2 separate regions of the Astyanax mexicanus genome follow, and region 1 is linked to region 2. The links are chromatin contacts, called in public Hi-C maps. All regions are on one chromosome and are shown on one strand. Each heading gives the region's core, a stretch centred on a gene start, on an enhancer-like site or on the middle of the called end of the contact. The rest is flanking DNA. Distances are from core to core; before and after follow the strand shown.

Evidence for each region. A called contact is a pair of places that touch in the nucleus more often than the background predicts.
Region 1: a Hi-C map of muscle shows a contact between it and region 2, with 11 times the contacts expected there. The contact joins the enhancer-like site here to the promoter of ptmab in region 2. A contact is called at or near these places in 3 of 3 Hi-C or Micro-C datasets (blood and muscle).

What each region holds. Positions count from the first base shown.
Region 1 is chr4:53,654,699-53,659,564 of AstMex3_surface, reverse strand. No RefSeq gene overlaps it. Among protein-coding and RNA genes, the nearest start is that of phb2a, 34 kb to the left of the region's middle. Within about 2 kb of position 1,829, the one cell type or tissue checked has an H3K27ac peak away from gene starts, as active enhancers do.
Region 2 is chr4:53,614,237-53,619,495 of AstMex3_surface, reverse strand. It overlaps ptmab (prothymosin alpha b), which reads left to right and starts at 2,212. Exons shown (of 5, transcript XM_007232766.3): 1 at 2,212-2,371; 2 at 4,911-4,973. The coding sequence starts at 2,327.

The DNA of each region.
Region 1 (4,866 bases), core at 580-3,079, 40 kb before region 2:
ACTGAGATATAAAACACAGTGGATCAACACCAGCAGATGACATGTCTCTCTAAACCATCACTGATCATCAGTAAATTTTACTTATTTCATTTGTAAATCAAGGGATCAGAGTCTGGAGGAAGAGTGGAGAGACACACAGTCCAAACTGCTCGAGGTCTAGTGTGAAGTTTCCACCAATCAGTGATGCGGATTTTATTTTCCAGCAGGACTCGGCACACTGCCCACACTGCCAAAAGTACTAATTGGTCTTATATGATATTCTAGTTTTCTGAGATACTGATTTTTGGGTTTTCATGGCTGTAAACCATAATTATCAAGAATAAAATAAATAAACACTTAAAATAGATCACTCTGTGTGTTTAATACATCTACATAATATATGAGTTTCCATTTTAAGCTGAATTACAGAAATAAAATAACTTTTTAATGCTTTTCTAATTTCTTTTAAGATGCACAGTGTAAACATGAAGCTAACATCAATGCTAACAGCTGTCTACTGACTTTATTGCCTACTATCTCATTTGGCATGGCTGGTTGAGCTGCTGCTTTAACAGTTTCAGGAGAAAAGAAAAGAGGCGTAGAGCCAAAAAGCTAGCTCTGTAGTTTTAGCCTACATAGCTGAACGTGCTGAGACTCGAACAGCTGCACCTGTAGCATTCCTTTTCTTACCGGGCAGGTGAACATGTTTTTTCTACTTACATTATCATTTTCAACACAATTCATTATAAACATACAGTTTTATGCTGCTATGTTTAATCTGGACACAAGCAAATTGTAGAAAAACTGCATTTTTAACTAAAATACAGTGTTTTACAGCATTAGTCCATGGAAAATTCACCTAAATCTCTAAACCAATTGTTTCCAAATTGTGGTATATGACAATTTGCTGCACATAAAATATTGACGATGGTTTTATTCTTGGTTGTGCCTCTTCTAGGCTGCAAGACCTACAAAGTCAGAATGTTTTATCCACCATTTAGGCAACATTTGTTCCCCAGAAAGAGAAAAATAAAGTATACACCCCATTTCCCCATTTTGTTAGCTAGCTAGGTTAGCCTTTTCCCCCCTTGAGCATAAAGTTAGTATTTTGGCCTTAGTACAATTAGTATAAAGTTACTAAATGTCTCCTTAAAGTAAAAAAGATCATGTAATTAGCCATTTAGGAATAAAATCAGGCATAAGTGCACCTGTAGGTTTGAGTTTAAAACTTAAATTTACATTGCAATATAGCATCTGGTCTCTTTTAGACTGTTTTAGATTGCTTTTTTGCAATTTTTAAACCATAAAAATAATTTTAATGCAAATTTAAACAGATTTAGAACTGTTTTAACATGTTTTGGAACTATTTGATCAGTTCAGAACCATTTTAAACCATTTTAAAAACAAATTAAAATGTTTTAGAGCGTTTTAGAACCATTTTAAACCGTTGTTAAACCATTTATACACATTTAGAACCATTTAAACCCTTTTTGAACCATTTTAGAACCAGTTTTAGAACTGTTTTAGTATCGTTTTAAACCATTTTAGCACTATTTTAAACCGTTTTAGAGCATGTTAGAACTATTCTAACTCCATCAAGAGCCGTTTAACTCGTTTTATAATAGTTTTAGTACCGTTTAAAAACGTTTAAATCGGATTTTTACCAGTTTTCACCATAGTGTGACACATACTGTTTAGCTGTAATCAGGATCCGGATCCGTTCCGGGTTTTCCGCGGTACCCGGCTGTGTGAGGCCGGCCGCCATTTCACGACACGGACAAGTCGAGTCATGGCAGAACAATAACACACACAGTCCAGCGGGTATTCCCGGCTTTGTGGGAGCATTTCCACGCTCTGCTGCGTGGCTGTGGTTCAGTGCTGCGGTTGGTGGTTAATATAACATCTTAACTACAGAAATCGAGGCGAATACGTGGTATTTTGTGTGTTTTTCTGATATAAAATGCGGATTTAGTGTCGTTTTCCCTGCCGAGAGCTGAAGGTCCCCACTACGGTGAACTGACCACGCTGCCCATTAGCTAGCTAAGCTAACAGCACGTAGTAACGTTAGTCCACACAAAGAGATATAAATTAGCTTTAAAAGCCTTAAATTACTGTTTTAAGGTCATTTTAGTGAGTTTTTATTTGACTTTGTGTACAAATGTACTTAAATGCAGCTGTAGGTTAAAGGATAAACCTTAAAATTAGATTTGAAATATAGCTTCTGGTTTCTTTCAGGCACTTTTGTCGATTTATTTTTTTAACTGTACTAGGTGAATAAAATACTAATTTTTAAGACTAATATTAACTGATATACATTTGGTTTAAAGACACTTATTACTGTTTTTAGCTCATTTTATTTGGGTAGTGGTTGTCTTTTTGTATGTATGTACCTAAAAGCAGTTGTAGATTTAAGAATAGGCCTTAAAATTAGATAAATATAGCACATGGTCTCTTTTAGACAGTTTTGTAGTTTTTTTTTTACTTTTAAGTAAATAAAACATCCTTTTTTAAACGTTTTAACTGATATAAGTCACATTACTGTTTTTAGCTCATTTTATTTGGTTAGTAGTGGTCTTTTTGTAGTAATGTACATAAAAGCAGCTGTAGGTTAAAGTTTAAAACCTTGAAATTAGATTTAGAAAAATATAACACTAGCATCTGGTCTCTTTTAGACAGTTTTGTAGCCTTTTTTTACTGTAAAGTGAATCAAACCCCCTTTTTAAGACTTTTTAATTGATAAAAGTTTGTTTAAAGACATTTATTACTCATACTGTTATTAGCTAATTGTATCTGCTTAGTATTTGTCTTTTTGTATGAATGTACCTAAAAGCAGCTACACAAAGTAGATTACTTTTAAACCTTAAAATTAGATTTAAAAAAAAGCATCTGCTCTCTTAAAAAAAAAAACATTTAAGAATAACATCAGGCCCAAAAGCAGCTGTAGCTTTGAGGGCAAACCTTAAAATTACAACGAAACATAGCATCTGGTCTCTTTTAGACTGTTTTATAGCTTTTTTTGCTATATAAAGTAAATAAAGGTGCATGTAAACTTTTAATTAAACCACTATTTAGTAGATTACCAGTTAGATTTTTTTGCTGTAGTTTTAGCCTCTTTTAGACTGTAAGACCTAGCTAACCTACATTTCTACACTTTTATTCAGTTTCCTACTATCCCCACATATTGTTGTACATGTAATCTGCCCTTTAGGCAACATTTATTCCCTCAAAAAAAGAAAAAATAAGGTACAACCCATTAGTATCAATGTTAGCAAGAGAGCTGAAGGTCCCCACAATGGTGAACAGTGAATAAAAGCCCCCATAAACTCAATTAAACTACTACAGTTTAGTAGTAGGTTAGGCCTGCAGCATTTAGAATTTGGCCTCATTTAAGCTGTAAGACCCAAGTAGTAAGCTAACCATTTTTATAGCATTTTCTTTGTGCAGAGTGATTAAAAGTACCCATAAAGTCACAATATTCATATTATTAACAATGTAGGCAACATTTCATTCTCAGATCGAGAATGTATGAGTGCTACTAAATTAGCTAACACTAAAGTTAGCTAACGTAGCTAGCCCAGGAGCCTACTACTATTGTCTAGCCTCTTTTAGACTCTCAAATATACAGTTTTTGTAGTTTGGTTCTTGTGTAAACGGAGGAAATGCCCCCAAAAAAGTGACAATAATCAAGATATCCACCAAATAGGGATATCCACCATTTACTAGCACTGAAGCTAGCAAGGTTAGCTAACCCAGAAGCCTAAAGCTAATCTCTGGCCTATTTTAGAATTTTCCTAGTAGTATTTTTCTTGTACACATAAAATAAAAACTGCCAAAAAGTCGAATTGTTCCTTGTTATTCACCATTTTTTAGCTAACATATAGTCTCTTGTCTTGTAGCACTACAAGTGGCTAGCTAGCTAACACATGAAGCTAAAGCTAGCTAGTTAATTTAGTTTCAAATATGAAGCTTTCATAGCATTTTCCATGAACTGAGTAAATACATATATATACACAGTTTACATTTATGATATGTACAATGTTTTAAATTAATAAATAAATTGTATATTTGTGCTATATTAGTTTGTTCCATTAAGCACTGAAGTTAGCTTACCTAGAAGCCTAAAGCTAGTGTTTTGGCTAATTTTAGACAATTTTTGTAGCATTTACTTTTTACAGAGTGATTAAAAGTACCCAGAAAGTCACAATATTTATATTATCCACAATTTAGGGAACATTTCATCCTCAGAAAGAGAAATATGTGCTTGTATGAGTGCTACTAAATTAGCTAACGCTAAAGTTAGCTAACTTAGCTAGCCCAGTAGCCTACTGCTATTATCTGGCCTCTTTTAGACTCTCAAATATATTGTTTTTGCTGTTTTTTTCTTGTATAAACTGACCAAATGCTCTAACAAAATGAAGACTATAATGGTATCCACCATAAAAAGATATAAAGATCATTTAGTTTCACTTCACCTAGAAATAAAGTAAGCTAGCTAGCAAATCTAGGAGCTCAAATGTAACCTCTGGCCTTTTTTACAATCTCAAATACTCAGCTTTTGTAGCATTTCCATTAATAGACTGAATATATATATATGCATACACAGTTAAATTGTTCATGATATCCACCATTTAAAGTGATAAATAAGCTGTATATTTGTGCTGTATTATTTTTGTATGAGTGCTGCTACTGCAATTTATCTAATGTAGCACTGAAGTTAGCTAACTAGTTAGTATTTGGCCTATTTTTGTGCATTTTTGTAGCATTTATTTTGTACAGAGTAAATTAAGTCACACAAGAAGAATAAAAATAAGTCATAATATTTGTATTATTCACAATTTAGGGAACATTTCACCATCAGAAAGAGAGAAATATGTATTTTGTTCACAC
Region 2 (5,259 bases), core at 963-3,462:
TTTTAAAATTTCTATTTTGGAGATATGTTATACAGTACTTTAAATGGAGATTCTTCATTTTTCTGTTTCAAACATCTAGAACTACTAGCTTTAAAAAGCAGTTAAAAAAACATATTTTTAGCTTAGCTTTGTATTAGCTTCTTATCTGTTCTTTGTTTTTATTTAATTGTTTTATTTGAATGACCTTGTTGTTCTTTTTTATGTTTATTTTATTCTTTACTTTATTTTAATATTTATTGTCTTTTATCTATTTAGTATTACTTCATTATACCTTTAGTTTAATAATTGTTTTTATTTGTTTTATATTACTTATTGTTTTACATTTTTCTGTTTTATTTAATTTCATTTTGAAGCACTTTGAGCTGCATTTGCTTTGCATTTTAAGTCAATTTTATTACTATAAGGGATATGTAGTCTAGGACTAGGCTTAATCCCTGTCTTGGAAATTGACCCATCAATGTTTATTGTACAGTTGGGATCTCATAAAGTTATTTAATGTAGAGTTTTGTCTCCATTAAGATAAACTTCTTCTCCAACCTCCTTCCCAGATCTGCCTTCCTCTATCTCTCTGCAAGCAGATAATCTGCTCCAACTTAATCCCAACTAATCAACCCCCAGCTCCTCATCAGCCTGATCACCTGGATCAGGTGTGTCGGATCCGGGCTGGAGCTGAACCCTGCAGCCCAGCAGCCGAGCGGATCTCCAGCCGGTCCAAAAACTGCACATTCGAATCCGGATCCGAATGTGAATCCGGGTTTTGCAGTTTACCACTGTCTGAAAATGTGACTGACGCGGTGCTCAGCCAATAGCGTGACTCTGGGGGGGAGCTCGTGGCGTGGCGTACCATAGCCGTAGTTTCGGCCAGCCAATCAGATCGCCTCGCAGTGGGCGGGTACGCTCAGGGAGCCAATCAGAAGCGGCTGTGTTTGAACGGCGTCGTCGTCAGAGCAGAATTTGAATGTAGGTTATGATGGAGGAGCTGAAATCCCCCTCCTTTCTCCTTCCTCCCTCCCTTTTTTTCTCTCTCTCTTTCTCTTTCTATCTACCTCTCTCTCTTTCCCTTTGTTCAAAAAAACATCGACGCTGTTAAACGTTCAAACTACGGTTTCTAAAAAAAATCCAGTCCTAAAAAAAACCGCTTAAACGCGCACATCAACAAACTGCCGCACATTGATCCGAATTTAAAAGATTGAGATCAGACGCGTGGGTTTTTATTTAATTATTTATATACTTATATATGTATAACACGAGCACAATGGCGTTTTATGTATCCACATATAATCCACATATTCACCGACCCCATTAAACACGGCCACGCACTAAGATGCGTTATTAATATAAATGCGCATTTATTGGAATTCGCATTGTGTATGAACGAGGCTTTTAGCATTTTTAAAACAATAAAAACGCTTTTAAAGCTGCTCCGTTTCCCCGTTTTTGATCACCTTCTTTGTGCGGTGTTCAGCGCGGACGGGGGCGGGGAGGATGTGGAGGGGGGGGGGGGGGGGCGGTATTTGCACTTTGTGCGCAGCGCACTGCGAATTTTACGCAACAAAAAAAATGGAAGTAGGAAGGAGAGAAAAAAAGATGGGGGGGGGGGGGGGCACGTGTTAATTAATGTATTAATGCTATCTTTGTCTTCCAAATTGTAAAAAAATAATGTATATAGAAATGTATATATTTTGAAGTAGTGACATTTATGTTGCTGAATAGGTGATTAAAGGTTAATGTTGGTATAAATAACTTGTAGTAAATTAACTCAACAGTACGATCAATATGAATTAATGAATGTATATTAATCTATGTATCTATCTATGTATCTATCTATGTATATATATATAGAGAGAGAGAGAGACAGAGAGAGAGGGGAGGGGGGGTATTAAAACTGTGCTACCGCGTTAAAAATATTAATGATATGCGTGTGTATATATATTATATAAATATATATTTATACATATAAATAAATAAATAAATATATATATATATATATATATATATATATATATATATATATATATATATATATATATATATATACGTGTGTGTTGGTGTTCGTGTGTGTGTTCTTTTCCCTTTTAGAAATACTATCCATTGTTCCACTCCACGGCGCAAAAGCCCCCGCCCCCAAACGCCCTCCGCCAATCACACATCTCGTCCCCGCCCCCTCCACTCCGCCCACCGCTCTATATTAACGGCTGGTGCGGCGCGTGCTCGCGGCATTAGAGCGCTTACAGCCAGCAGCGGAAAAAAGGACATATAAGAAATTAAATATTTATTATTTTTTAGGGGAACGTTCTCCTTTTTCTTCACTAATCCTATTTTAAAAATGGCAGACACAAAAGTGGATTCCGCCACGGAAATCTCCGCCAAGGTAAGGAGCTTGTGAACGTGCGGATTTCGTGTTTTTATGTTTGTTTTTTGGTGAAAATGAGGATTTTCTGGAGGGGGTTTTCTCCGTTCCCGTTTAAAGCGCAAGACTCACGTCGTTTGGCGCCAATACGTGGGGAAATCGGTCCGAAATGTTTTTTAATTTCTTTGTTTTCTGGTTTTCAGAGTGATTAGTGGTTTATTTTGTGGGTTGTAAAGAGTTGAGCGTTGTATTTTTAGGGTCTTTTCTTTGAATAAAAGCTTCGCGGGCGACCCGGTTACATTGTAGCTCGTGCGCGCGGGTTTCTTTGTTTATACACGCAGAGATGGGCGCCGGAGCTTTTGAAGCCTTCCTTTTCGCGCGGACCTTATTCCACCTTTATCTTGCATGTTTGTGCGTTTTTAAACGTCGGAAATCTTCGCTAAAATAGTTTTCACTTTCTTGCGTTGCGTTGGCGGGGTGTTGATTTATCGCTTTTATCCCTCGCTTCGGCTTTTAACAGCGCGCTCGTGCTTAAGTTGACGAGGCGGTCGCACCATTTGACATTTGTGTTCATTTTGTATCCGTTTATCGCTTTTTATCCTTTTTGTATCTTTATGCTTGCGTGAATCAACGCACGAATTAAGTCGTTTTAAAAGTGGTTTAGATTTAAAGTGGCTTAAAATCAGGGTGTATATTAGGTGCGTTCAGGTTCACTTGGACTTGTGAACGGTAAACATTAATTCATTTCACAACCGGCCTGTAAGATCGCTTTCGGTGCAGATTTCGCGTTGTGTGGCCGGCGTTTGCGTCGATGTATTCGGATTGTTTTTGCTCCTTTTTGTTGCTCTTTTTATGGACTTTTAATAAGTAACACATTGCAGCCTTTTAGGCATGTTTTGGACTGCTTTTTTAATTATACAGTGTTAGACATTGAGGTTAGCTCGCTGTTCCTCTACACGGAACCCCGGGGCTTATCTGGCCCATCCGCTGGTGGTGCTTCTGCTGCCGCTGCATGCCTCCATATAGCCTACTTCATTACTACATTCATATTTCTTGATATATCTTTAGAATTGATCAATTGCATGCAAACCTTTTTTTAAAATAGTTTTTAATTCATTCATATAAAAGAAACACCATGCTTGCTTTTTTGTAGAAGCGATCCGTTTGTAGACGTATTTTAGCAAAATGTTCAATGACTATGATTAATTGATTTAAATAGGTCAGAATGGCATTGCAATTGCATTGCAAGTGTTGAAAACGGAATCCAGCTTATTTACATGTATGATTTTTTGTTCTTTTTAGCCAAATAGATACAAAACAGGAAGGACTTTAAGGAGTATCCTTAATATAGGTTGCTTTTTTATGCACAAATGCAATGCATAGGCAATAGCGGATATAACGTATATACGTTAGTTTTAGCTGGAGCTCGTGCCTGCCGTAAATATGGCGTAAATAGCGTTAATGGCTTAAGGGCTGAAACCAAGCGTTGATAAGAGCGTTAAGCCAAGTTAATGGGCATGCGTGGTTGCGCGCAAGGTTATCTATCACACGTTCGGAGATTGGTATTTGCCATAAAGCTGATAATAATAGTAATTATTCGTAAATAATCGTAGTGATAATTATGGAAGGTGCATTGTACATTGGCCCAATAGCGCCACGCTGCATCGTGGCCACATTTAAATGGTGCAAACCCGGACCAAAGTGCTTCAAAGTGGATCCACAGCGCGACCTAAATCCAGCAGCAGATAACGTGAAAGCAAAGGGGGAGGAGGGATGGAGGGAGGGAGGGATGGATGGAGGGAGGGAAGGAAGGAAGAGGGTGGGAGGAGTGTGGATGGAGGGAGGGATAGAAGGAGGAACGGGGGTGGGTATGGTATGGTTAGGTTGGTGCCATGTGTGCCGTGTGGCCCCCTTTTGTCCTTTATGATGATCATTTATCTGGTTACTTGATTATTGATTAGTTTGTTGAGATCATTGGTTTGAGGTTGGGCTGCATCCCAAATCGTATATGCCCCAATATAATGCGTGCGTATAGATATATTTTATACGTATATATATATATATATATATATAGCAGTTGCGCATGCGTCACTTGACCACAATTTAAAGCAAAGGCGCAATTTAAAGAATTGGACGCAACCCCTTATCAAGGTGCTCCTTAATGCTTTCTTCAGTCGGCGGTGTCCCAAACCATTGACCCCTTTATTGTAGTTTTATTAGGCGACTAGAGACGGGTGTGCGTGCGGCATATGGTGCGCACTTCGCCAGACTACAATACCCACAGTCCCAGTCGTGTCGTGTTACAACAAGAGAGCTCGCTAAGCTCGCTGGGGGCGGGGCCTAGTGGGATTTGATTGACAGATGGGAAATCTGCGCCTCAGCCAATGGGGTGTCAATGACAAGAGAGGCCTCTCATTGTGGACACAATTCCAGTGAGCACCGGTAGGGGGTGTTGGTTTAGCGGCATTTTAGGGCCATTACGATGGTTATTAATGGAGGGAAATCATAATAGGCATGTTATATTTATTATATATTTATATATATCTTTAATTTCTTGCAGGACTTGAAGGAGAAGAAGCTCCTGGAAGAGAAGGAAAATGGAAAGGAGGCTGCTAATGGAAAGGTGAGTATTTAAAAAAAATGGTCCATGTCATTTTTTTCATTAGGAATGCAATTAGTTTGGCTGAAACTAAATAAAATAAGCACAAATATAGTCACCATAGTTTTCTTGCATGTTTTCCTGAGTTTTGCCACGTTCCCTAAAGAAAGCACAATTAAAACAAAACTATAATTTAAGAATATTTATTGAAAACTTGACTCAAACCCTTTAAACATCCAAGTAGACATGCCAACAAAGCACACTTTGGCTTAAAACATATTAGCCTTTGTCTGAGGCTTTTTAGTTATTT